Regions from separate parts of the Mus musculus genome. Here regions 1, 2, 3 and 5 are each linked to region 4. The links are chromatin contacts, called in public ChIA-PET, HiChIP or PLAC-seq, Micro-C and promoter capture Hi-C maps. All regions are on one chromosome and are shown on one strand. The core of a region is the stretch at or near the end of the contact, and the rest is flanking DNA. Distances in the headings are between cores, read along the strand shown.

What was found. A called contact is a pair of places that touch in the nucleus more often than the background predicts. ChIA-PET counts read pairs in DNA pulled down with a chosen protein or histone mark. HiChIP or PLAC-seq counts read pairs in DNA pulled down with a chosen protein or histone mark. Capture Hi-C pulls out chosen DNA fragments and counts their contacts.
Region 1: a contact with region 4 is called in an RNA polymerase II ChIA-PET map of memory CD8 T cells, with 13 read pairs. The contact joins the enhancer-like site here to the promoter of Tcf24 in region 4. A contact is called at or near these places in 5 of 39 promoter capture datasets (the C10 cell line, cranial neural crest, hematopoietic stem and progenitor cells and 2 more), 2 of 115 datasets of contacts at active chromatin or transcription factors (bone marrow-derived macrophages and memory CD8 T cells) and 2 of 9 other capture datasets (adipose tissue and liver).
Region 2: a contact with region 4 is called in a Micro-C map of embryonic stem cells, with 2.1 times the contacts expected there. The contact joins the enhancer-like site here to the promoter of Tcf24 in region 4. A contact is called at or near these places in 5 of 39 promoter capture datasets (the 3T3-L1 cell line, the C10 cell line, cranial neural crest and 2 more), 2 of 15 datasets of contacts at CTCF or cohesin (the NIH/3T3 cell line and large pre-B cells), 8 of 484 Hi-C or Micro-C datasets (CD8 T cells, the G1E-ER4 cell line, bone marrow-derived macrophages and 4 more), 5 of 115 datasets of contacts at active chromatin or transcription factors (bone marrow-derived macrophages, embryonic hindbrain, embryonic stem cells and 2 more) and 5 of 9 other capture datasets (adipose tissue, embryonic stem cells, liver and 2 more).
Region 3: a contact with region 4 is called in an H3K4me3 HiChIP or PLAC-seq map of the 230-238 cell line, with 22 read pairs. The contact joins the promoter of Sgk3 here to the promoter of Tcf24 in region 4. A contact is called at or near these places in 16 of 39 promoter capture datasets (the 3T3-L1 cell line, the C10 cell line, the HPC-7 cell line and 11 more), 8 of 484 Hi-C or Micro-C datasets (bone marrow-derived macrophages, cranial neural crest, embryonic stem cells and 3 more), 17 of 115 datasets of contacts at active chromatin or transcription factors (the 230-238 cell line, bone marrow-derived macrophages, cardiomyocytes and 9 more) and 5 of 9 other capture datasets (adipose tissue, embryonic stem cells, liver and 2 more).
Region 5: a contact with region 4 is called in a promoter capture Hi-C map of adipose tissue. The contact joins the promoter of Vcpip1 here to the promoter of Tcf24 in region 4. A contact is called at or near these places in 12 of 39 promoter capture datasets (the 3T3-L1 cell line, the C10 cell line, the HPC-7 cell line and 8 more), 5 of 484 Hi-C or Micro-C datasets (CD8 T cells, bone marrow-derived macrophages, embryonic stem cells and 1 more), 20 of 115 datasets of contacts at active chromatin or transcription factors (the 230-238 cell line, acute myeloid leukemia, bone marrow-derived macrophages and 14 more) and 4 of 9 other capture datasets (adipose tissue, embryonic stem cells, liver and 1 more).

What each region holds. Positions count from the first base shown.
Region 1 is chr1:9,819,698-9,824,562 of GRCm38.p6, forward strand. All of the region lies in intron 1 of Sgk3 (serum/glucocorticoid regulated kinase 3), which reads left to right. Among named protein-coding and RNA genes, the nearest start is that of Sgk3, 24 kb to the left of the region's middle. Within about 2 kb of position 3,349, at least 57 of the 459 cell types and tissues checked have an H3K27ac peak or open chromatin away from gene starts, as enhancers often do. A contact at or near this core is called in bone marrow-derived macrophages, hematopoietic stem and progenitor cells and memory CD8 T cells, where this site is marked.
Region 2 is chr1:9,767,623-9,772,715 of GRCm38.p6, forward strand. It overlaps 1700034P13Rik (RIKEN cDNA 1700034P13 gene), which reads left to right. Exons shown (of 4, transcript NR_040462.1): 3 at 3,050-3,173; 4 at 3,338-3,634. Among named protein-coding and RNA genes, the nearest start is that of Gm39590, 6.1 kb to the right of the region's middle. Within about 2 kb of position 2,144, at least 40 of the 459 cell types and tissues checked have an H3K27ac peak or open chromatin away from gene starts, as enhancers often do. A contact at or near this core is called in bone marrow-derived macrophages, embryonic stem cells and neutrophils, where this site is marked.
Region 3 is chr1:9,795,318-9,800,261 of GRCm38.p6, forward strand. Sgk3 (serum/glucocorticoid regulated kinase 3) reads left to right here and starts at 2,813. Exons shown (of 18, transcript NM_133220.2): 1 at 2,813-2,929.
Region 4 is chr1:9,964,736-9,970,124 of GRCm38.p6, forward strand. Tcf24 (transcription factor 24) reads right to left here and starts at 3,075. Exons shown (of 3, transcript NM_001285425.2): 1 at 2,989-3,075; 2 at 2,364-2,782. The coding sequence starts at 2,750. Ppp1r42 (protein phosphatase 1, regulatory subunit 42) reads right to left here. Exons shown (of 9, transcript NM_145692.2): 9 at 3,887-4,196. The coding sequence ends at 4,085.
Region 5 is chr1:9,746,414-9,751,445 of GRCm38.p6, forward strand. Vcpip1 (valosin containing protein (p97)/p47 complex interacting protein 1) reads right to left here and starts at 1,969. Exons shown (of 3, transcript NM_173443.3): 1 at 1-1,969. The coding sequence starts at 1,743. It overlaps 1700034P13Rik (RIKEN cDNA 1700034P13 gene), which reads left to right and starts at 1,235. Exons shown (of 4, transcript NR_040462.1): 1 at 1,235-2,191.

The DNA.
Region 1 (4,865 bases), core at 2,099-4,598, 140 kb before region 4:
GTGAGAGAGAGAGAGAGAGGGAGAGAGGGAGAGAGAGAGAGAGACAAAGGCCTCCAGGTGTTTGTATATATGAATGCATATATGCATATGTGTATGTGTGCAGGTACATGTAGACTAGGGATAACCTTGGGTGATAGGTATCCATTTTTGTTTTGAGACAAGGTTCCTTCACCAGGTCTTGGTGATTAGGTGAGGCTGTGTATCCAGCCAGCCCCAGAGAGTCTGCCTGTCCTCTCCCAATGCTGGCATTACAGGCATATGTCACTTTGTCCAGACATGAGTACATATGTAGCTGCCACCTTTTTGTTATTTATTTTATCTTATTCATTTAGGAAGTATCATGAAACTCACCAACTAAGCTGGGCTGGGATCTATGTGTTTCCTACCCAGTGCTGAGATTACAAGTGTGTACCACAGTTCTGGGCTTTTAAAATTATTTTTTAACTAGATTCTAGAAGTTAAAATTAGTACCTCATACTTTCTAGGTAAACAACTTACTGAAGACTATCTTCCCAGTCCCCCATCCTCTGTGTGTGTGTGTGTGTGTGTGTGTGTGTGTGTGTGTGTGTGTGTGTGTTACTGAAGATCAGACTCAGGACTTTGCACATTCTAAGCAACTACTGTACCACTGAGCAACTCCTCAAACTCCTAATATTATTTTTGTAAGGAAAAGTTAAAATGGAATCTTGCTGTATAGCCTGACTGGTTTGGAACTCAGTGTGTGCCTAGACTGGCCTTGAATTTTCAGCAGCCCTTCTACAGTTTTCTGGGTGCTAGGGTTACCATTTCCAACATCCTAATAATACTGTGTAGTTTTGTTTGAGACATGGTCTCATGTAGTGTAGCCTGGCTAGTATTCCCCATGTAGCCAACTATGTCTTTGAATTCATCTGCTTATCTCTAGCTCTCAGGAATTGGGATTATAGACACAGACCATCACACCTGGCTAGCTAATAATATTCACTGTTCATTGTATTTCCTGTCTTTTTTTCTGTTAGTTGTTTCAAATGAAGACAAAGCACAGCTTTTTCTTCTTTATGTTCTATTAAGCTATTTTGGATTATAGGAAAGAATAGTGGTTCCCTTAAGATGAATTTCAACATAACATAAAGATGGCAAGACAATGCCCCCTAATGTAAGGTACCCAGGTGTCGGTTGCCCTCTCTTTGGGCTATATTACCTGTGATTGGGTGATGAAAACTACTCTTAATGGGTTCACCTGTATCTTATAACTCCCTAATCTATACCTTGTACCATGGCCAGTATTCTCTCTTCTTCAGACCGATGTGCCCAATGCCTACTACTAGACAATTAATTTCATATAGTGCAACCTTACAGACCACTTATAATACACATGTATGAAATAAAATACAGGTTCTGGGGAGGTAACTCAGTTGGCAGAGGGCTTGTCCAGCAAGGACAGAACCCTGAATTTGATCCCTGATTTGGGGAATGGGGGCAGGAGATTTTCAAGGTTATTCTACATAGCAAGTTTGAGTCTACCTTGGATTATACGAGAGCCTGTCTCAGATTTAGAAAACAAAAATAAAACAGGACCACATTAAACAGAAAATCTTCAGCATGGGAGAAGAGCTTTACCAACTACTTAATAGAAGATTAATTGGTACGATCTATAAAGAACTCCAGAAATTAAATACCAAACCCCCAAACCATCTAGTATATGACAGAGCTAATGAATTGAATAGACAGTTCTCAAAAGAAGAGATGCAAATGACTAATGAATATTTGAAAAGTGTTCAGCATCCTTAGCCGTAGGAAAATGCAAAGTAAAACTCCTTTGAGAGTCCATCTTTCTCTGATCAAAATGATTATAATCAAGAGTTAAAAAGTAATAAATGCTGGCTAGGGTGGAGCCCAGGGGGAGGAGCCCTACTCACTGCTGGTAGGAATGTAAGCTGATGTAGCCACTGTAGACATTAGTTTGGACATCCCTCAAAAAAGCAAAAAATAAAACTTCATACACTCTAATTATAATACTCCTAAATTTCTCTCTGTTCTCTTGCTGCTATGATTGCTTGAAACTCTTCTGCTTTTTGGAAGTGACTCTCTGGAAAGAGATTTCTTTAAATCCAAATTTGATAATTCCATATTCATTCTTCATGTTGATTCTTTTTAAAAATTTATTTATTTTATGTATGTATGTGAGTACACTGTTGCTCTCTTCAGACACACCAGAGGAGGGCATCGGATCCCATTTCAGATGGCTGTGAGCCACCATGTGGTTGCTGGGAATTGAACTCAGGACCTCTGGAAGAGCAGTTGATATTCTTAAATGCTGAGCCATCTCTCTAGCCCCCTTCATGTTGATTTTAATAATCTAAAGTGAGGATGTGACCATTGTCATTCCTGTACAGAAGTCTTACTTTCCTTAATGTCAAATCTGGCTTGTCAGGCTCATTTTGATCCTCTCGATTCTGTTATGTGTTGGAATTCCTAGGCTCATATTCTCAGCTCACATAATACCAATGACTTCCACATCTCTATTTCAGTGAATTGCTTACTAGTCTGTAAAGGCAACAAGAGACGCCTTTTTCAGGACACCTTTCCTCACTTCTCCTCCTCCTTTTGTTGCCCTCAGAGCTGTACCTCCAGCCTCTGAGGTCCTTTAATTATCACGGCAGAACACACAGAACACAGAAAAACTCTCAAAAATACAACACTTCACCTTGCAAACTGAGCGTTCATGGTTGACTATCCATGTTGGTATGGTCATCTGTTCACACCTTAAAAGAGATGCTAAAAAAAGGAGAGGAAAATAGTTTTCCATTCTACCCCACATTCCAGTGGAGAATAATCTTCTTTAAGCTCTAAATTAATTGCATGCCTACCTTTCTTAACTCACAATAGCTCTTTATTTGTTCAAGTCGAAACTCTTCACTGTACCTCACCAATTTGAGTTTTTGTGATTAGCCCTTCTACAAAGTCCATCCATATTAGTAGGTCAGTTTACTTAACAGATAAGAGTAGGCAGAGAGTGTAGGTTGGTTCTTGTTTAGAACAGGCTCCAACTTTTCAAATACAGGCTGTAGGATCAAAATGTAGACTTTAACATTGTATTTTGGTGCAATAAATGAAAGCTTTATATTATGAAGTACTTATTGGGTGCCATCTATAGATAGTACTGTATCTATTTGGTCATAATGAAAATCAGCCTAGCCTCTGCCACGTGGCACTTTTCATCATCCAGTTGTGTGTGTGTGAGTGTGTTTGTGTATTCTCATGCTCCTGTATGCATGTTTGTTCAAATGTGTGGGAGCACACCTATGTGAGGAAGCCCTGTTGACATTGGGTGTCTTCCTTGAGCAAGTTCCACCTAATATATTTAGACAGTGTCTCTTGCTGCAGCTGTGGCTCAGCAGCTGAACTCAGAGTTCACTGCTTTGCCTAGCCTAGCAGGCTATGAAGCAAGTGCCTTGCCCTCCGAACCATTTCCCTAGCCTGGTTTTGATCTCATTTTGAGGGCTGATAAACAGTTACAATTTAGGATTAAAAGTTCTAGGAAGTGCCTGCGAAGCCCATAGCAGGAGTACCTACTCTGAACTGTGGGACCAGCAGAACTTCTGAAGTTCTTTCTTTCTTCCTTTTTTTTTTTTTTTTTTTTGGACATTTAGTTTGCTAGCAGCTGTCAGGAAGTACAATATAGGTCGAAGGACCCCATGTTCAAATCTCTAATGTGAGGACAGCCTGGGCCCCTCAGGAAAGTGAAAGCGGTGTGTCTTTCCCGTTCTCTGGTTTTTTAAAATGAGTTTTAAATTACAAGCATGTGCCGCTGGAGTCCAGGTGTTGGCTTCTCTGGGGTTGGGGTTCCAGGCAGCTGAGTTGTGCCATGTAGGTGTTGGGAACCAGACTCGGGTCCTCTTTCACAGCAATACAAGCTCCTAGCTGTGGAACCATCTGTGCAGGCTGCGTGCCAGGAACAAGGAAGGATCTCAGGATATTCTTCCTGTGAGGGACAAACACATTGCCCAAATCAATTCATCTTTTACTGTCATGGAAAGTTTAGGTGACAAAAACTCAAAAAGAGAAAATGAGCTTGAGTTGGTTCAGCTTTATTTCTAGCTATATGATATGATTCACATTTGAAATGTAAATGCATGCAGTTTTCATGCACAATACAATCCCGAGTCAGTGGTTGTGAGGATTGCTGTGGCTGCTGGCTGCCCTCACCGTCCACACTGCTGGTAAGCTGACTTCTGAGTGTGTCCGTGTAGACTCCTCCCTCATCTGTAGTGCTTACAGCAGTTTGAGCTTGGGCCTCCATGTCTTTAGCATACCTTTTGTCTTTCTGCTTATGAGCCTTTCCCCACCTACCCTTCACATTCACTGTCCTCCCATTCACTTCCTGTCATTTATGCCTGGCTTTTGAATGCTATGCTGATATAACTTTTTATGAGGTCTAGTTTTCTTCCCATGCATTTTGCTCCTCCAGTTCTCTACCCTAGGAGAGTTTTCTTTTGGGAAAAATATAAAAGCCTTTTGCAGTGTTTTTAAAAATATAGATCACAATGCATTGGTAAGTCATGAAATCGACTTAGGAGTTCTGACCTGAATTAAATAGGCCAAAGCAAAAATAATGGAAATTTGCTGTGTATTAAAAGGTATAATGTCATTTTGTGGCAATATCTTCACAGGACTGTCTTCCTGTATAAAATGTGATCCCATGTGTTACTCATGTTGTCTGTCTGCTTTCAGAACTCGAGCTGAGAATGATTTCTCACAGACTTCCAAAACCATTGCTTCTTTTGTTCTCTAGTTCCTACTGTTGCCATGAAGAGCTCATTCCATCTTTAGTTCTCAGCTTCTGCACGTGACTGCTTTCTTCCTCTCTGGAAACTTTTAAGCTC
Region 2 (5,093 bases), core at 894-3,393, 200 kb before region 4:
AATCTGAGAACAAATAAAGCCCCATATGCTACCAACTTCAGGGTTCTACCATATACTATAATTTGTTTACTCAATTTCAAGTGGTTATTTGCCGAGGACCAGCCTCACTCGCCCCCCCACCCCCATCCCCAGTCCACAGAAGAAATCAGGGTTCCCAACAGGTGGACAGGAGTCGTCGAGAAGTGACAAACAAATACTGACACAAGGGAGTGTGCTGTATCTAGATGTCACTGAATAGGCAACATTCTTACTGAATTCCAAGCCTAGGGTCGGCTCAAGGACTACCTAGGGCATTGGTGAAGGCCAGGAAGCAAAGTTCAATTTTCTTTAGGTATTTGGCAAGTCATTGCTTGGAGGCACCTATAATAAAACAATACTGAAAGGAAGCACACAGATCCATTCGCAACGGTTCCAGGAGACTAAGTTTCAGTGAACTTTTCGCCTCAGGACTGTGTCCAGGCTTTTGGCCTGTCATGCGGGTCACTACCTGAGTGAATGTAGCAGTTATTATTTGAATTATCCTCCAAATGTCTCTTTCATTAAGCTAATGCATATTTTATTTTAGTTCCCAGAACTAAGGTGGCAGAGCCAGGATTGCTGCAAGTTCAAGGCCAACCTGGTCTACATAGTGGGTTCTGGGATAACCAGGGATACATAGTGAAAACCTGTCCAAAATAACAAGTAGGGCAAGGAAAAATACATATTTAAAATATGATTTAATCCTTTCAGCATGACACCCACAAAAGATGTGATTCCATAAATAGCATTTGTGTACTGACCATGGTTTGAATGAGAACGCGCCCATAGGCTCATATATTTGATTCCCAGTTGGTGGATTGCCTAGGGAGGATTAGGGGGTGTGGCTTGGTTGGAGGAAGTATGTCACTGGGAGAGGGCTTTGAGGTTTCAAATGCCCAGGCTAGGCCCAATCTCAGTTTCCCTCTGCCTGCTGCCTTGGATTAGGACGTAAGCTCTTTTGAGGGGCAGTGGCTGAGCACTGGCAGCCTGGTCTCCAGTCAAGCATAGGTCTTGAACCCCAGAGCCCCGATGGCCAGAGATTTCCACCTGCATGGGACGGCAAGAGTTCAGCCATGTCTCCTGAGCACCTGGCTCCTGTCACGTAGTTACCATCCTCACAGCCCCCACCTCCCCACCCCTACCAAGTGGGAACTACCCCCCACCAAGTGAGAACTACCCTCTCTCCCTGCCCTTTCCTCCCTTTGGCCCTGGGACTGACCGAGCTGACTGAGCCGCACCCCCTGGGGGTGGGAGGCATTCTGTTCTCAGCTATTCCGTAGTATCCAGCATGGAATGCCCAAGGCTGAGAACCTGGAGCCTAGGGCTGCCCTTTGTCCACGCCCCCACTCCCCACCCCCCACCCCAGGCCGAGCTGGAATTCTGTGGCTTCCCACAGGCAGACACCCACCCTGGGCTGCGGAAAGCGTGCAGCAGTCTGCCCGCCCAGAGCACTGGAACTCTGGTTGGACACCAGTTCTCTTCCACTCCCCTTTATCTCCCCGCCACCCCCCCCCGCCCCCGTGGCCACTGGCCCCCTCCCCACCCCCCGCGCGCACTCTTCCCAGTTCCTCCACTCCTGCTACTTTGATACACTCCACGATGGTCATGGACTTTCCCTCTAAAACAGTAAGCAAGCACCCAATTAAATGCCTTTTTTAAATGTATAAACTGCCTTGGTCATGGTGTCCCTTCCCAGCATAAAGCATTAACCAAGACAATTCTCTACTTTGTCTCCCAACCCCTTGGTTATTTGCTTTTGTTTCTTTTTTTTTTTTTAAATAAATTCTTTATATATTATAAATAATAATCCTTTGTTACAATTGAAGATATTCTTTTTGTAAGTCATTGTTTGAGACAGGGTAGCCTATGCTGGCCTTGAACTTGCTGTGTAGTGTTGGTATATCAATTTACTATTTTTTTTTTATTATTTTTTTTTTTTTTTGGTTTTTCGAGACAGGGTTTCTCTGTATAGCCCTGGCTGTCCTTTTATTGGATTCTTATACCTCTGCCTCCCTTCCAACCTTTTTCCCACCCTGATCCCTTCCGCCTCCACAGTAGTTAGGAGGAAATGAAGGTTAGAGAGAAAGGGGAATGCACACTACTCTAGGCCACTTCCTGTTGAATAGGGACGTTGAGCAATCCCAATACTTGTCAGAATATTCAACAGTGCAGCAAACCAGTAACTGAAGCAAACACAGCAGCAAGGAGAGCAGCAACCCCCACAGGCCCTCTCGGGGTCTCTCATTTGTATCTTCTCTGGAATCCCCAGAATTGAACTATCTGCAGCTGGCAAAAATCACAGCCCTGTTAGTACACAAGGCAAATCGTAATCGCCTGCTATATGCAGCCTCTTACCCCACACCTGGGATTAACCAAAAACATATTCATGTAACTGGGTTTTTTAAGAAACCAAAGTTTTCACTACAGTGTAGCCAAGAATCCTAATATTTTTGCTCTGTCTCCCAAGTTTTGGGAACACAGGTGTGTGTCACCATACTTGGATTACTTTTAAAACTGTTATTATTTACAGTGTGTGTGTGTGTGTGTGTGCGCGCGCGCGCGCGCGCGCACATGCGCGTGCATGTTTACCTGTGCCCATGAACACCAGAAGAAAGTATGGGATCCCCTGGAGCTTGGGTTCCCAGAGCCTTGTGCTGATAACGGCACTGGGAAAGCACTTGGGTCCTCTGGTAGGACAAGTACTTTTAAGCACCGACTTCTCCAGCCCCTATTTTGGCTTTTTGATACGTAGCTTTAACTGACCTAGAATTCCATTATGTAGGACAGGATGGTCTGGAACTGTGAGCATACACATCTCTGCCACCAAGCACTGGGTTTACAGGTGTGGACTACTACACCCTGCTCATCTCTTTATTTCAGTATGTTGTCTTGTACAGTGTGGAAATTATGTTGGTGTTGAGGGGAAGGTATAAGTGAATCTTTACTCCATTTAATTCATTTTAAAATGTTTGGCAAGCCTATATATCAACCCCCTAAATGTGAAATCCTTTTTTCTTCCCCGGGCATGCAGTGATGCCCAGCCCAGCCCACAGGACACCTCCCCGCTCCAAGCCCTGTTCCTTACATGCTGTCATTGCTGAACACGGCTAGCCTCTGGGACTCCTGAGGAGAAGAAAATATGCAAGGAAGAACAGGTTTGAGCTCAAGGTGTTAAATCTCTGGATCTGGCCAATCTGTCGTTTTCTTCATGGCCTTCTGTCAGCCTCAGAAAGTACTTTCCTACCCAAAGTTCATTAAAAATATTTGTTTCTATTCACTTTAGAAATAATTTCATGATTTTTTTCTTTTTGTATTACAGGAGACATTTAGATCTTAAAATACCAGAAGTCTGAAGATAGCAAATTATCTCTGAGATGTTTATCTTCTCTCAACTAATTTGAAATGCTACTTTGAAAATGTGTAAGATCTTGTATATGCACCAGTCTTGGAATATTTTCTGGACTCTGCCCCATTTCTGATTTTTTTAGTGTCTTATAGACCAAGTCCTATTTCATAACAAGTTTCTTAGTTATTTGTCTGTTGTTCTGAGACAGGATCTTACTATGTAGCCTTGGTTAGCCTAGAACTCACTATGTAGACCAGGCTGGTCTGGAAGTCACAGAGACATGCCTCTGCCTCTTAATTACTGAGATTAAAGTTGTGGGTCACTATACTCAGCTCACAAGCTATTTTTTCACAACTTTATAGGCATTCAAAACTCTTATCCTCCAGATAAGCAAACAACCTTCTGTCCCTTTATTTTTGGTTCTGTTTGCCTCCTGAGTACTGGTTTTAAAGGCATATGCCACCATGCCCAGTCTAATAATTAGCTTTTTAATGGGTTTTAAATTTTTCTCTTAGTAAAATTTAAAAAACTTTTCACAGTTATTGATTTTGTGTTAGGGGTGTGGCACATTGTGTACACAAATGGAAGTTAGACAATTTGCAAAAGTCAGTGTTTTCCTCCCACTGTCGATTCTGGGAATTTAACTTGGGTCATTAGGCTTTGTAGCAAGTGCCCTTACTCGTCTCATCATCTTCTGAGCATCTATCCTAAGGGAGGCAGAAGAATCTCAAGGCCAGCCTTTCGTACACGGAGACCCTGACTCAACAAAAACAAGCAAAACAAAGCAAAGCACTCCTGTCCTGATTAGAGTTTGATGGTGTGTGTGTGTGTGTGTGTGTGTGTGTGTGTGTGTGTTTTCTCCCCAAGTTGTTTTTGTTCATGTTGTTTAACACAGCAATAAAAACCTAACAAAAATGACCTTCTCCACTACCACCACCACCACCACCACCAAACTAACAGTCACAACAGGGAATTCATTCTGAAGAAGGAGAAAGTTTCCACAGATTTTGTTTTCTCCATATCCTCACAAATGTTCTTAGGTTTTCTTGTAGCTTAGTCTTCCGTTTCCGTACTTACTCCAATTGATATCTACAGAAGCTCTCATCTGAAATACTATTAGCATCCTGTACAGTGATGATAACTCTTCACAGAGGCTCTGACATGCCAAGGTTGTCAAGTAGTGAGGACACTGTATATGTCCCCTCACTGAATTACCTTTTTTATTCTAATGAGCTAGCCAGACATGTTGGTATCCATCTATAATTCCAGCATTCAAGAAGCTGACTTAGGATAGGGAGTTCAAGGCCAGCCTGGGCTACCTATCAAGACTCTGATTCAGTAAGAAATAAAACAACACCTCAGTGAAACTTGGACATTTGTAAGTAGACAGAGTTACACGTTTGTTTCCAGATACAGAGCAACAAAGAAAAGCTGTCACATTTCAAATCAACCTTTGTTGTCATTTTTTTTTATAACCCAGGCTGTCCTCAAACTCCCCCTAGCTCCGCTCCAGCCTCTAGAGTTTTGGAAACGGGTGTATACCATCCCACCTCCCTAAGCTGACTTGTTTGGGGGGGAAAAAGTCCTTATTGTGTTAAAAAATAAAGCTTCCATACATATTCACGTATTTTATTTTTTATTGAGACATACTACTTGTTCTTTTTGTGCTTAGTGTATGAAGTAAGCTGGCAATTTAGTATACATATATATAGTATATAATAATTAAATC
Region 3 (4,944 bases), core at 1,563-4,062, 170 kb before region 4:
ACCCAAAAGTGCCATCACGAGGTGAAGAACCCCATGTTGTTTTATCCCAAGATGCAAGTAAGAAGAGGCTCAGACTCGTGCATAACGACGCACTCTCTCAGTAGCGCATCCTCAATAATGACATCACTCAGCCGTCCATCCACTCCTGAGGGTTTATCCTTTTTTTTTTTTTTTTCGTTTTTGTTTTTTCCAGACAGGTAGCCCTGGCTGTCCTGGAACTCACTTTGTAGACCAGGCTGGCCTCGAACTCAGAAATCCGCCTGCCTCTGCCTCCGGAGTGCTGGGATTAAAGGCGTGCGCCACCACGCCCCGGCGGGGGTTTATCCTTTAGGACCTAATCCTCTGTCAGGCTATGCTTCTCAACTGAGCTCTGTTAAGTCACACTGGTCAATCAATCCTAGGTTGCCCACATTTAATTAAGTTCGTTTGATCTTTACAGCATGCCATGATGCACTGTCATATCTGTTTTGAGGTTGAAAAAGCACTACCATCACCCTCTTCTTACTCCTGAAACAGCGGTGGAATGGTTTGCCCAAAGTCCAAAGGGGGAAGATATGCATTAACCCTGGGCCCGACTCCAAAGTTTGTTTTTATAATCTCTACGCTAAAGATAGAACAGATAGGCAAAATATTTGCCTTGTGTGCATGAACAGAGCCATTCTTTCAAAGAAAACATTAACATCTACATTTCAACAAAAAAGCTTCACCTATTTTAAAATTTGATTTTACAGAAAGCCTTTTAAAAAGACATAAGTATTTAACCAAACACTCAACAACTTTTATAGTTTAACCCTAAACATACTGGACAATGGGAATAAGATCTGTATCACCATAGGAGTTAATTAAAGGGATGCTACTCAAAGCACACCCTTACATGCATCTGGAGACGCATCTCAGCGGTGTAGCAGACGCCTAGTGTATATACAGCATCCAGGATTTGATCCCTAGAATTAAGTAGAAAAGTTAATTTTAAGGGTGAGGAAGATGGCTCAGTCAGTAGAGTGCTTGCTGCACTGATGTGAGGACCTGAGTTTGGGTGCCATGTACAAAGCCAGCTATGATGGTGCCTAATCACAGCGCTGGGAAGGCAGACAGGGGAGGACCCTGGAGCTCACAGGACAGCCAAGATGCCAACAGCCAGGTCTAAGATCAGCAAGAGACTCCATCTCAGAAAATAAGCCGGACAACGTCTGGGGAAGAAAACTACTTCTGATCTCCACCCTGTATGCATGCTTACATGTGTGTGCATGTACACACACACACACACACACACACACACACACACACACACTCACTCACAAGCCCATACCTAACTTCCTCTTAATCAAATGAAGATCATCCTCATTTCTTGTCCATAAATGTTGGTGGGCTCTCGATCTCTCTTCCCCCCTCCCCCGCCCCACGTTCTTTATAGTGGTAAGACAAATTTATCCTGGAAACACTAAAATGGTTTCCATCTGTTTTTTTTTTTTTCCCTAACGTCAAAATGTGGTGATAGTTAGGTATTTATCTTTTAATCGAGAATGATGTCATTCCCTTAGTGTTTATTGACATAAAATTTCCTTTTGTCCAAGAGCATTTCTTCAGTATTATGAATATGGCTTTAATTAGCAGATACACTGATCACTTGTTTTTTTGTCACAGAGAAGATGTGTGCTTTATTGTGTGTATTGCTTTGTAAGCAGATCATAGTGGAACATATAAATGACTGCTGCAATATGTTGGGCTCTATGAACTGTATTTTCTTGTCCATTTCCCAAAGCCATGGAGAATCGCTGTTAAGAAAGTCCTGTGAGAATAATAGGTTTCACAGTATAAAAGAATTTGGGTTCACAACCTATTTTAAGGACAAGGCCATATTGCAGCATGGATAGTACAAATAACTTTTCTTACATTTATTCATGAGGCTAAATCTTCTGAGTATCGTTCTAAAATATAAAGAGTTCTTTGAATTTACGGAACTCACTCATTCATCTCAGTTCCTCTATTTGTTCATAGATTTGTGGCAAATTTTCTGGAACCATATGATTCAAAGGGTAGATTAATGTAAAATATGAAGCATGCCATGCAGACAGAAATCCTTTAAACAGTTGTGTGGGTCTACTTTCACGTGGTATCAGATAAAACCTAAACTACAGTGGTGGTGTGGCTCTCTAGTTCAAAATTTTAACTCTACTCCACAACCATTGAATCGTGTAATTCTTAGTTCCCCATTCACAGAACGGGTTTTTAAAAACGCAGCTTCTGTAGTTAAATGGACAAGCACCAGCAGTAGAGTGTGTTGGGTAGTTTAAAAATAACAAACAAAAATAATCCATAGATCTAAAATGATCAAGAGAAACGCATATTATCTGTACATAGCATCTATCTGCCAATTTGTGAGAGCCCTCGCTCATCCATAAACACTGGTCAAAAAAAAAAAAAAAAATCAATCTGCTGACGTGGGAAAAAGTGTAGAAAACTGCCCAGAAAAAGCTAAAGGAAGCACAGTGGGCTCTCCAGATCGTCCGAATACTTATTTGGCTTCTGCAGCGTCCAGCTTGCAGGAAGCCGCAGCCCCCAGCCCTCTGCCACCGCCCGGGTCCGCTCTGCCGCCCGGGCTCCCGAGTGGGCCAAGGTCACCCTCGCCGCGGACCTCGCGCATCCCGTCAGCTGAGCGCAGGAGTCCGGCGGCGTCTCCTCCTGAACTTTGCACCCCGCGTGACGGGCGAGCGCGGGTAGCCGAGCGGTCCCGCCATCCGCGCGGGTCCCGGCCGACCCCGCCGTCCCCTCGCGCCGCCCGCCCGCCCGCCCGCCGCCCGGCGCTTCGCGGGAGGAGCCGCCGTGACGCGTCAGGGAGGAAACGCCGGCGCCCGGCCGCGCCGCCGGGAAGAAGAAACTGCCAGCGCTCTGGGCTCCGCGCCCGGGCGCCCGGACGCCGCACAGCCGGGTAGGTGCGGGGCGGGTGCGCCGGTCTGCGTGCCGGGGTCCCGGCCGGGCTCTCTCGGGCGCCGGGGTCCCGCCGCGGCCCGGCGCGGTCTTTGTGTGCTCCGGGAGAGCTCAGCGCCGTGGCGTGGGGCTCCCTCGCGCGGGGGAGCGCGGGCGGCTCGCCCGGCCCCCCGAGCGGGGCAGCGGGTGGCGAGGACCCGGGAGCCCACCTGACGCGGGATGGGGTTCTGCGCGGACCCGCCGGGGCGACGGTGTGAAGTGGTCGGCAGGGCTAGATCGCGTCGCCACTCTTTTTCAAGTTCTCAGACTCGAACCCTTCGGTCTGTTTTCGCTCGGTCGATTCTCACGGTTCAAGCACCGACGAATGCCGCCTTAAAGCGCGCTGAGGTTTTCGGTTCTAGGGCGCGCTTAGGGATGGTTCTTTGGACCGGTAGAAAAGAGAAGGGATTCGCCTCTTGAAACAAAGGTCTTTGACTTAATGTTGCACCGAATGCCTGGTTGAACTGCAGTTCTGCAGGCAGAGACTATGCTGGATGCACTTAGGATTCGAGAATAAACACAGAAGAAGAAAGAGAGAGAGAGAGAGGGGGAGAGAGAGAGAGAGAGAGAGAGAGAAAGAGAGAGGAAAACAAAACAACAAAACCCCAAAAACGCCTCTTGGGTAGAGTCTTGCCCTTCTCACTAGATTGTTTACCTAACAGGCCTGGAAAGTGCCTGCTTTATTTAGCAAACACAGCTCATACTATGAACTGCTCTGTTTCCTAAGTGCTTTATAAATATTACCTCAAATTCTTAACTCAAAATGATAAGTTATTTGTGGTTGTAGCCACGAAGAGGCCATGCATACTCTAGTTCCCCAATGTTATAGAAAGAGCTGGAAACATTAGAGGAAGTTTCAGACATATTTTAGGAATGGGTGTGCCTTCTGCCCCCTTAGGCTACCACTCCCTTAAGGCAAGTTCTTACCCTTCATTCCCCGTAGGATTCAGGCGTGGAGAGATGGGACCTGTTGCTGGCAGGTCTCAGGCCAGATCCCATGTAACTTCAGAAAGGTGGACTCTCTGATTCCAAGTCTGACAACTCAGACATCAGAAGTTCCCTTTCTTTACACTGCCACTGGACTGAACCTAGTTTTGTTTTTATAGGGAGCTTTGTTTTCAATATGTTTGACAATTTATATGACGTGGCTCAGATGGGAGCATCAGATTAAACTTGAACTGTGAAACAGAACCCTTTTTGTTTGTAGACATTACCATTAACAGTTTGGTAATTTTTTTTTTTGCGGTTGGTTGTTGCTGGCACTGAATTGGTTGATGAATCCTGTAAGGTGTCCATTTTGTGTCTTGCGGCTTATATATAGAGAGAGGATTTTCCCCCAAAATAAAATGATCTTTTTAAATGAGTGTTTTGGGCCTGGTGCCTAGATGGTAAAGACTGAGAATGGTCAATAAATAATAACAACTGTGGTGATTATAAATGTAATATCAAGATTTTTTTTTATCATACTCACTGCCTCTGTTGGTTCTTTTCCTTCTCATAAATTTCCATTTCCTGGGAGGTAACTAAATGAGTTGGTAAGCCTGATTAATAGGACTGTACGAAGCAAAGGGGCTCTCCCGCCCCAGTACAGCTTCTGTAGATACCGCAGACATGAGTGCTACTCGTGAATTAAATTCAACCTAACATCTAATAATTGTCTTCAGAGAGACCGTGTGAGGTCAGTACATCTCAAAACGCTCTCCCTTTTGTACAAGTAAAGACACCACGGTATCAAACTGTTGGCTTTGCTGTTTGCCTGTTTGCCAAGCTAATGGAGGGTGAGCCCAGGTGGAGAAGGCGCATAAATGGGCGGAGCCTGGCACGTGCAGGCCTGTAATAAATATTTGTGGAATGAATGGCTTCAGAAAGCTTGCTCTTTCAAAACATACATCCCAAAATACCATCGTAATTGATTTGTGCTGAAGAGAGGCCTAACCCAGTGCTTCTCTTATTTCAAACAGTACCTGATGCAGTATT
Region 4 (5,389 bases), core at 1,825-4,324:
TCCCAAGGTGAGCCTCAGAAGTTCACTTCTCCATCCATCTTCCAGCTAAGTGAGCAGAAGCCAAGGCCGTGCAAACTCCACCGAGCCTCACCCCTGACTCTATCTCGCTCTACATCTGTGATGTTCTGAAGTCCCCAATCATTCTAATATGCTCATAATAGTGCTTAGGAGGCCTGACATTTCAAACTGGACAGAACTGGAATATTTGTTAAAATATTGTTAGTAATTTGTGTAGCACTTAGTAACACTGTTGTATTATAGGAATAGTAACTTTAAAACCATAAGGGCTATCTATGGAAGTTTATAATAAGGCTTTATTAAAGTAAAATGATCAGAATATTTTTATTATTGTTGTATTAAGGATTAGACTTAATATTTAAACATAAAATGTAGGCAGCCAATTTCAACAAAGTATGTAAAGTTTCTGTTTTCTGAAGCTCCACAGCTGGTGATTTAGATTTTTTTTTTTTTTTTTTTTTTGAGACAGGGTTTCTCTGTGTAGCCCTGGCTGTCCTGGAACTCACTCTGTAGACCAGGCTGGCCTCAAACTCAGAAATCCACCTGTCTCTGCCTCCCAAGTGCTGGGATTAAAGGCCTGCGCCACCACCTCCCGGCTAGACTGTTTTTCTTAATCAATATAATATCCTTCTTTACGGTACTCTACTACAATTTATATTTTTATTTTAAGCTCCATATTGTATTTGTTTAGGGAAGAGATTGAGTCTTCCAGTTGTATTTCCTGTCCTAAAGCAAAGATTTCTACATAGTGTTAAATCAAATGTTTAATTTTAAACTAGCCATTGTTAACTATTGTCAATTTCATCTTTTATGAGATAATCGTTGCCCTTCTATAATTATCTCTAGGTTTAGAAATTTAGATATTATGGGCACTGTCTTTTAGAATCAGACAGAAAATCAGATTATTTTCCTTAAAACAGTTCTAAGGATAAGAACATTTGCCATGCGAGTCAAGTGCAGTGCTAGTTTGCTCTGCCTGTTTCTTTCTAACCCCGATGTCTCTAGCATTTTGCAATCAAGAAAGCCTTGTTTGACACTGAGGTGAAAGACTTGATCTCCTTCTAAATTTTATCAACTATGAGGGAGACATTTAGCTTCTACTTATGATATTGAAATCTTAATGTTCAAATAGACATTCTTGGGATATATGGCAAACATCAAGTCAGAGATAACTATTAGTGAGATAGCTGGATCCCATTAATTTAATGCTCACTGTAATACAAAACTCTTAATTATAATGAGTGAGTTTTCAGCTATAAAACTCGGGGATGGAATGAGTTCTATTATTATTATAAATAATATTTCAGGTTTTCACACTTAACATTTAAGCTGTTTAAGTCTACCACCATGTTAATAGTATTTTCAAAGTAAGTTTTGTTAAAATGCATTCTATAATTTTAAACACAAATAAAATTAGATGTGTTTTATTACATTTCAACAAAATGTAGCTCCTCATTTTTGTTAACTCATAATCTATTCAACACTTAGATACTTAAGATTAAGTTCTAATTGTGTGAATTTGTGTTCAAATACTTCAGAACAGAGTGACACAAATCTGAACACTTAAATCTAGACAACAGAGAGATTCTCCATTCTGAAGAGAAAGATCAATTGAAGGTTTCAAAAGAAATCTAGAAGATGATGATGCAGAGACCACTGCACCACGGTGAAAATGCAAGTCCCACTCATGACCACTTCACATATACGTAAAGAAATCATGCAAAATGGTTTCTCTTGGCTAATCTGAATACAGACCAATTCACTCAACATACAGGCAATCTAATATGACAGTTAATGGAAACATGGGTTTTCTTCTAACATTCTTGGTGGCTGTATATTCCACTAGATTTAACTGTGATTGAAATTTTACTCTATGGGGATGCTGAATGCTCTCATTTGTTTTTAATGATTTTGGCAGGTTTTTTTTTTTTTTAATAATTACTTTAGGGGCCAAGAATTAGTTCCATGATTCCGTTTAATTCATGAAGCTTTTGGATTAGCTCAAGAAAAAGACAGTAGGAATGCAACTATTTAAGTTAAAGACACTTGACACTCGAAGGCATGAATGTAACTTAGTTGTTACCAGGTAGTCAGAAGGTACAACAGCCGACCTATTTTTCACCCTGAAAGACCGAAAATCTTTACCAAGCTTGAGAAATTTGTGTGCGAGTCCAGGTAGAATTAAACGCTCCAGCCTCTAGATTGCAAACTGTTAAGAAGCAGCCTCTTGCAGTGGGGACCTTGTCACCATCGCCCAGGTGGCTGGGAGGAATGCCAGATCCGTGGGATCTGCTCAGGCGGTGACAGTGTGGCTCGAGGGCTCCTAGCCCAGAAGAGTCGCCTACCTTAACTGGGTGCAGATAGCCGTCGCCTCGCAAGGCGCCCAGACCGGGGTCTCCGGGCGCGTCGGTGTCGTCCTGCAGGCTGCGGGTGAGGTGGGCGATGTAGGTGGTGGCCAGCAGCAGCACGTCCAGCTTGGACAGCTTGGTGTCTGGCGGCACCGACGGCAGCGTGCGCTGCAGCTCCAGGAAGGCGTGTCGCAGGGTTTGCACTCGGCTGCGCTCCCGCGCGGCGTTCGCGGCGGCTGGACGGCCACCCCCGGAGCGCGCCGCGACCCCGCTGAGGCCTGTTGGCCCGGTCCCGGTCGGTCCTGGGCTCCAGTCGCGGGCGGCGGCGGGCGGCGCGGCGGACTCCGCGCTGCGTGGGCTGCTAGCGGGACGGCCGCGCTCCATGGCGACTCCGGCTCCGATTTCCCCGGCGTGCACTGCAAAGGAGCGGGCGGCCGTGAGCCCCGGCCTCGCGGCCTCGCCCTCGCCCTCGAGTCCCCAGGTGCTGAGCTGCTCCTGAAGGCGCCCAGGGCTCAGGCTCCGGTCCCCGCTGACACACCCCGCCCGCCCGCCCGCCCGCCCGCCCGCCCGGGGAAACGGGGCTGCAGGACTCGGCCTCACCTCGGACTTGGCGTCACCTCACCTTTCCTCCCCCCACCGCAGCGGCCGTGCGGGGTTCGGCTGAGCAGGGCTAGGCGGCCAAGGGCGTCGAGCGGGTGGGTCACTCCATCCTTGTCCAGGCTCTGCGCCGCCTTTTATGTGGGCGTCCGAAGCCAGCAAAGCCACGTCGGGCCGAGAGGGTCTCCCACCCGAGCCCTTGGGTTAGGGGCAGCGGCGTCCCGGAGCCGCCCCCTCGGCGGATAGACTCATCAATCAAACCGCTCGGGGGTGGGGCGGACGCCTGGCCCCGCCCCCTCTGGCCGGAAGGTTGAGAGTAGTTTACGGTGGTCCAGCTGGGACGGGACCCGGGGGTTTAGTACAGCGGGACTTCAGGAGCAGAGCCGTCGCGTGTGCGTCCCCGTCCGCCTTTAATTCTACAAGGTGAAGATTCTTGCAGTAGAAGCCTTTCCTCAGTACACCGTGACCTAGAGACCCGCCACCGCCACGGCCGCCTTCCGGCCTCGGCACCCGCTCGCCCACAGGCTCAGGCTGACCCCGGCGCCGGCGGGACTCAGTGCTGCAGCCCGTGGCGGACGCGGTTCTCGCCGCAGCCCAGCCAGATTCTCTGAACCGGGATAGGAATCAGCGCGGTTTCCTCTTTGCAGGTTCTGAGTATCAGATATGAAATGTCACTGAGGGCAAGGCTAGTTTATAGATTCGCGAACATTTCGCTGCAGATTTCTAACTTTCCACGTCGGGAATACCAAACAGTAAGATAGCAACGCAGGACTTTTTATACCACGATGGACCGAAACGTGGACTTGTCAGTGAATCACGGTGATTCTAAGACTGTAATGGGCTTTAGGCTTTAGAACGCACACTCAGATTTCCTTGATTCAAAAGGACTTGTGTTGAATAAGAAACCACATAATACGAAACCACATTTTATTTCCTGGCAAATTTTATTTAATAGCTAATAAAGTAAATAGATCCCAGAATTCACGCACATAAAGCAAAGTCTCAGATTCTATAAAGAAACAAATCAAACAACTTACACACCGAGATAAGTGAAGTCCACAAACCCTCAAAACATGCTGTTGCCTAGTTCTATGAAGAAATCAAATCACTCGAGGCTGAATTTACTCCTTTTTCTCAGACAAATTTTCCTTTACTTTTGGATTTTGGAGAAGGTGAGGTTCATGGATATCGTTTTTTGTTAGCGAGCTTTCAGATTCCTTCAAGGACAGATTCCTGTATTTACAAACAAAAACACACCAGCATTTAATTGACATGCAGAAAAAGGTGATAAAGTACCCAGGACACACTGTTGGTAGAAAAGGTTCATAACTATCCAGGCTTCCCTGCTTTGAGAGGCACACAGACAGAGGGAGGTTAGGTGGGCTGTGGCTGTGCAGAGACGCCTGGACACATCTTTCTAGTTAGCCTGTTGCTCTCCTGGACAGCACCGGCTGGCAGCAGAGCAGGTGTTGCCCAACAGTGTGTGAGAAGACTGAGGTTCACAGAACAGACCACTGAGCCTCTCCTGTTTTGTCCTATCTTTGCTATTCTATGCAGGCTGATTCTAAGTCCAAATTCCTGTGAGAGACTTTGATAGTTAAATTTCAGCTGGAGAGATGGCTTAGTGGTTAAGAGCATTGACTGCTCTTCTGAAGGTCCTGAGTTCAAATCCCAGCAACCACATGGTGGCTCACAACCATCTGAAATGAGATCTGACTTCCTCTCCTGGTGTGTCTGAAGACAGCTACAGTGTACTTTGGATATAATAATAAATTTCAGTCACTTTAACTACAGGTAATTCTAAAACTCCACTATTTCATATCAACTATTTCATAAGTAGCAGGCAGCACACAGCACTTTTCATGTGCTGAGCGCTTTACAGGTTAATTCTCAGTTTGCCTTTACAAAAGCTGAGGATGGGATTCCGGGATTGGGCCACTTGTCCAGTGTTGAATACCTAGTAAAAGGCTAAGGCCGAGATCAAGCCAAGTAGGTTGTCACTAATGTTTAATCTTTGCCATACTACCGAGTCTTTGGGGTTTTGTTGTTGTTGTTGTTGTTTTGGTTTTGGTTTTTTGAGACAGGGTTTCTCTGTGTAGCCCTGGCTGTCCTGGAACTCACTTTGTAGACCAGGCTGGCCTCGAACTCAAAAATCTGCCTGCCTCTGCCTCCCGAAAGCTGGGATTAAAGGTGTGCGCCACCACGCCAGGCTCTAAGAATTATTAAGTTATTCTTAAGTCTTTTAAATATATTTAAATTTATTTGAGTTATGTTAAGATTGTCTTTACGATTAAAGGTAGAAAGCAAATATTACATAGCATAGAATAAAATGCTTAAACATTTTATAATATACATATATTTTGTATACATTTAACAATAAATTGGTTTCAACTATTTGTTGTTTAAATTAAGGAACAGCTTTTAGC
Region 5 (5,032 bases), core at 719-3,218, 220 kb before region 4:
ACCTTCCCAAAAATGTTTGAATCCACAACCACATTTGCCACCAGTAGACCTAGAATTAGTTCTGTCTCCATCCAAATACACAATAGAGCCATCTCCTCTGACTCTTCGCACAGATGAGCCATGGCACCAATTACAAGCTGTTAGATTACTCAATCCATAGTCTGGTAGCAGAACATCTTTTACTGGATCATATGAACAAACCAAATTGTTTAAGGGAAAGCTGTAATTTTTGTCAGGCCTCAACTGCCCATGAGTACTTTTTGCCAAGTTATACAGTTTCCCTCCTGGAGCCAACCACTCAGAAGGGACATGAAGTTCAGAAAGGGCACCACAAAGCAAACACTTGTGAAGGCGATTGTCCATTACTGCCTTTTTAGCAGCTGCTGTAACTTCCTCAGGCTGAACTCCTATCACCCCAGTCCTTCTGTAGAAATACTGATGTACATCAGCAACCAAACTAGGATGGATACCATGTTTGTCCATAAAGACTTCTTCCATAGCAGCAACCAGCCTAAGTAAGTACTTATCCTGCAAACTTCTGTCTCCTCCAATAACACAGCCACCATCCTCCTCAAGCTTGATGTACTTTTTAATAAGGTCCTGAGGCACACCCCATGCTTTAGGTAACAAATTCATGGGTAGTTTGGGCAGGGCAGCCCCCTTTATGCCTACCAAGGGAATATAATGGTTTCTACCAGAGCTACTCCACGCAATACAGATTGGCTTGTTCAAATGACCATCTCTCCCAGTGCATTTCTCTGCAGGTATGAGGCCAGGTAGAAAGGTGGCTGAATAATCACCAGAGCTTCTCATGCCGCTGAGGGAATCTAAAAGAATTATGGGACGATGTAACACATTGGCAAGGCCGAATATGTGGATATTCCTCAGGCCTAAGGGGACACCTTCAGGTGGCACAAACAGAGGGTCACATTCATTGATAATGTCCTCCCACTCGGCAGCATCAATAAAGTCATGAAACAGGGCTTGATATCGGGCTAGGTGCTGCTGAAAGTGCTGCTTAAGATTCTCCCTCAGAGCATGCCAGAAGAGCTCTCGGCCTACTAGAGCCCTAGACACAGCATGCACTAGGCAGTGTCCATCCCCATCCACATGCACTGGGATGAGGCATTCTTGACTTTTATTAGCCCGTTTGATATCCTCGAGCGTGTCGTGCAAATACAGGAGGCTTCCGGAGCGGTCCTTGCCATAGCCCACTGTGTTGACGTGCTCTGGTTCGATGAGGAAGGCCCGGTCACCAAGTAACGCGCAATCGAACAGTTCGCCTTGGTTCATGTCCCGGAGAAGCTTGGCCCGGCCCGTTTGTTTGTCCATTCCATAGCGTGCCAATATTGGCGACAATAATTTGCAGTGGTAGTTGGAGAGGCCCATCACCTTTACCAGTTCCGTGTTCTTCTTGGGAGCCCCCGTCACTCCGAGTAGCGCGTTCCGCAGCAGATTGTGCAGCACTACGTCCGGGTCGGTCACCTCCTCCACTCCCAGCAGCTGTTGCTGCTCGTGCCGCTGTCCGCACTCGGTACACTCGATGCTGACAGAACCCGAGGCCGGGAAGAAGAGGCGCGCCTGGCACTTGGGATCCGGGCAACTCCCGGAAAGGATTCTTCGGTCCCTTCGTTTCGAAAGGCCCCCCGGAGAAGCCGCCGCCGCCAGAGACGACGAAGTCTGCGGAGCCTCAGGGGGAGGCGGCGGCGGCGGCAGCGGAGGAGGCGGCGGCGGCTGAGACATCGCTCTCGGCTCTCGCTCGGCGTCCCAAGCGACCCTCAAAGGCACATAGCCAGACCTCCGCCGGCCCGACGAGGTCTAGTCCAGGCCCAGGGCGAATGGCTTTCCTTTTCCTACCAGTTCCTCCTCCTCCTAGGCGAAGGCGGAAGCGCCGGACGTTGTTTCTCTTCTCACTTCTCCACTGCCTTAGCCGTTGCCCCGAACGTAACGGCCACCACCCCACCCCGCACTCACACTCACTCACTCTCGCTCTCTCCCTCAGACACAGACATACACGCCCTCACTGAGACTGCGCAGGCGTAGCTTCTGCTCTGCCCTCTGGGAACCAGAGTCTTCCGGCTCCTCTCTCGCGAAGGAGTGCTAGGCGCTTCCGTCCAGAAAGAACTTCAAATACCGTGATGCAAAGCGACTCGACGCACGCGGGGAGGAGGAAGAGGAAGGCACTCGGAAGGTGGGGGCAGAAAGGAAGTCGATGATTCGCGGAGCTTGTCGGTAGTTGTATTTTTAACTGGATCTCTTTTGTAGTTTGTCCCCCATTCTATGGCCCACGAGAAAGAGTCAGAGAAATCACATTCCTAGGCTGCTGTGGGTAGTGTCCCCCTGCACTTTCCCCTTGCGCAGAAAGGAGTGTGCTTGGGGAAAACAAAAGTGCAAAGGATTGGTGTGGAAGAGGGTCTAAAGTCCACCACCACTGCTAGGAAGTCCGGGTTAAAGGTCCTAAGAACATGGAAGGAGTTTTCTATGAGGCTACTTTTTTTTTTAAGTATATTAATTTTTCAAATACGATGTCATTTTTTTAAAATTACCACTTAGCTAGCAAGTGCCGTAACTGAGCTTCTATCTTATTCGTAGTTATAAGCTGGTAGGTTAATGATGAAAGGTCACAGTTTGAGAATTACTGATCGCCAACTTGTAAGAACACTTTTAAAGAAAACATCCTGTTATTATATTTGTCTTTTTGTATGTCTGTCTGTCTGTCTGTTTATTTGTTTATTTGTTTGTTTGTTTGTGTAGAATTCACTAAATAGACGAGGGTGGCCTCAAATCCACAGAGATCCACCTGCCTCTATCTCCTGAGTGATGGGACTAAAGATGTTTGCCACCAACCTGTCTTCTTTTTTAAGTGTTAAGGAAATTGCTTGTCATCAAATGTTTAAAAAATAAGTTTAAAAGAAAGTTAACGTTGTCTGTTAGCAGTTAGAGATCACAATTATTAAGGTTTTTCTATGCATATATAGTATACAGTTTTACTTTTTTAGCCCAGGCAGACCTCAAACTCCCTATAGTAGAGAATTGACCTTGAACTTTCTGTCTTCTGCCTCCACCTCCCAAATGCCAGGGTCAGAGGTACATACCACTACACCTAGGTTATGCAGTGTTAAGGGCTGAACTTGGAGCTTCATGCATGATAGGCAGGCATTCTACTAACTGAGATATAATCCCAGCCTGCATAATATATAGGAGATTTTCACTTCACTCTATTTTTTAGACTATAATATAATTATATGTCCCTTCCCATTCCTCCTTCCTAACCCTCATATATGCCCCTCCTTGCTCTCTTTCAAATTCGTGGTCTCAACTGATGCATTTTTCAAACTGTATGTGTGTGTGTGTGTGTGTGTGTGTGTGTGTGTAGATCTATAACTGTTCTTTGTGTTAAACACACTCTTTTCTCTGAAATTCAGGATAATTAGGCTCTATGTTTATTTCTGTCCACTTGACAGAAGTGGACAGAAGTTGAAGTTATCTGATTATTATTTTAATTAAAAGTAATGTAAAAATAATAGCTTTTTCATTGCTTACTATGACATAGTCATGTATTTCTAAATACATAAGTACAACCTGTTCAGTCTGTATACTGTTATTTGCATGCATGTTTTCAAGGTTGATTATTTGGTATGGGATAAGTTACTGGTGTGCTCTTCCCTAGGTAAGACTGCTTCCTCTCCTCTCAACATTCCTTCACTGCTTAGAGTTCTTTGTGCAGGGTTGGGGCCATACAGGCTTTCACCTCTCCACTTTAGTATGCTTATTGTTGTTTTTAAAGGGATCAAAATTGTTTAATAATAACAGTAGTAGTAGTAGCTACTAACGCCTACTTACCACCAACTGTACATTAGCATCTTTCCTGTGTATTTACTTACCACCAACTGTACATTAGCATCTTTCCTGTGTATTTAGTTAACATTAAAATATTGAAACAGGTACCATCATAACCAGTTCTATTTTGGAGATGAAGAAACTGAGCAACAGTAAGTTAAGTACTTTATTCAGTGTCTGAGTCCTCATTAGTAACATAATTAGGGTTAAAAGCAAATGTAATAGAAATTGTTCCAAAGCTGTATTTGTTTTTAATTTGTAATGTTGAAGATTGAACCTAGGGTCTCATGGATGCTAGAAATGAACTTTACAGCTGAGTTGTGATCCCAGGCTTCTTTTTAATCTTTGTTTTGAGACAAGGCCCAAGTTTCTTAGGCTGGTCTAGAACTCACTCTATAGCCCAGATAGACCCCTGATTTTCCATCCTCCTGTCTATGCCTCTGGACTAGCTGCAATTACAGGCCTGAGCCATAGGCACAGAGGAGGTTTTTTGTTTTGTTTTTGTCTTATTTTGTTTTGCTAGACAGGGTCTCTCTGTGTAGCACAGGCTATCAGTTTTGACCTCTAGCTCAGGCTGGCCTCAAACTCAATCTTCCTTATAGGTGCTGGGATTACAGATACAATATATGGCTGAAGTTGAAGCTCTTTCCTTCCCAAGACAGGCTGTCACTATATAATCATAACTAGCTTGGAATTCACTGTGTGGACAAGTCTGGCATAGAACTCATGAGGTCTGTCTGCCTCTATCTCTCAATTGCTGGGATTAAAGGCTTGTACCATCGTGCCTGGCTTGAAGTTGAGTCTTAATGGACATAAACCTAACATTTTACAGTTCAAATCAATATGAATTTAAATAGCCAGCCTAAGTAACCAGTGCCCCAGGGCTGTTTGTGATTGCATTTGTATTTCTTTTCCTCTTCCTCCTCTCTCTTTCTTTTTACATAGTACACAATGTATACGTTTGTTAGGAAGGAAAATAAGGATTAAGAGGTCACTTAACAGTTACAACTTAATTCTAGTAATAACCTTGCATTTTTCTCAAAGGTCTTAGTCTCTCTCTCCTTCTCCCTCCTCTGCCCTTCCTTTTTCCTTCCCTCCAATTAGCTCTGTTCCTTAAACAGTATAACTCGTTCTAATTTTGTGATACTTAAAAATCATAACAGCCGGGCGTGGTGGCACACGCCTTTAATCC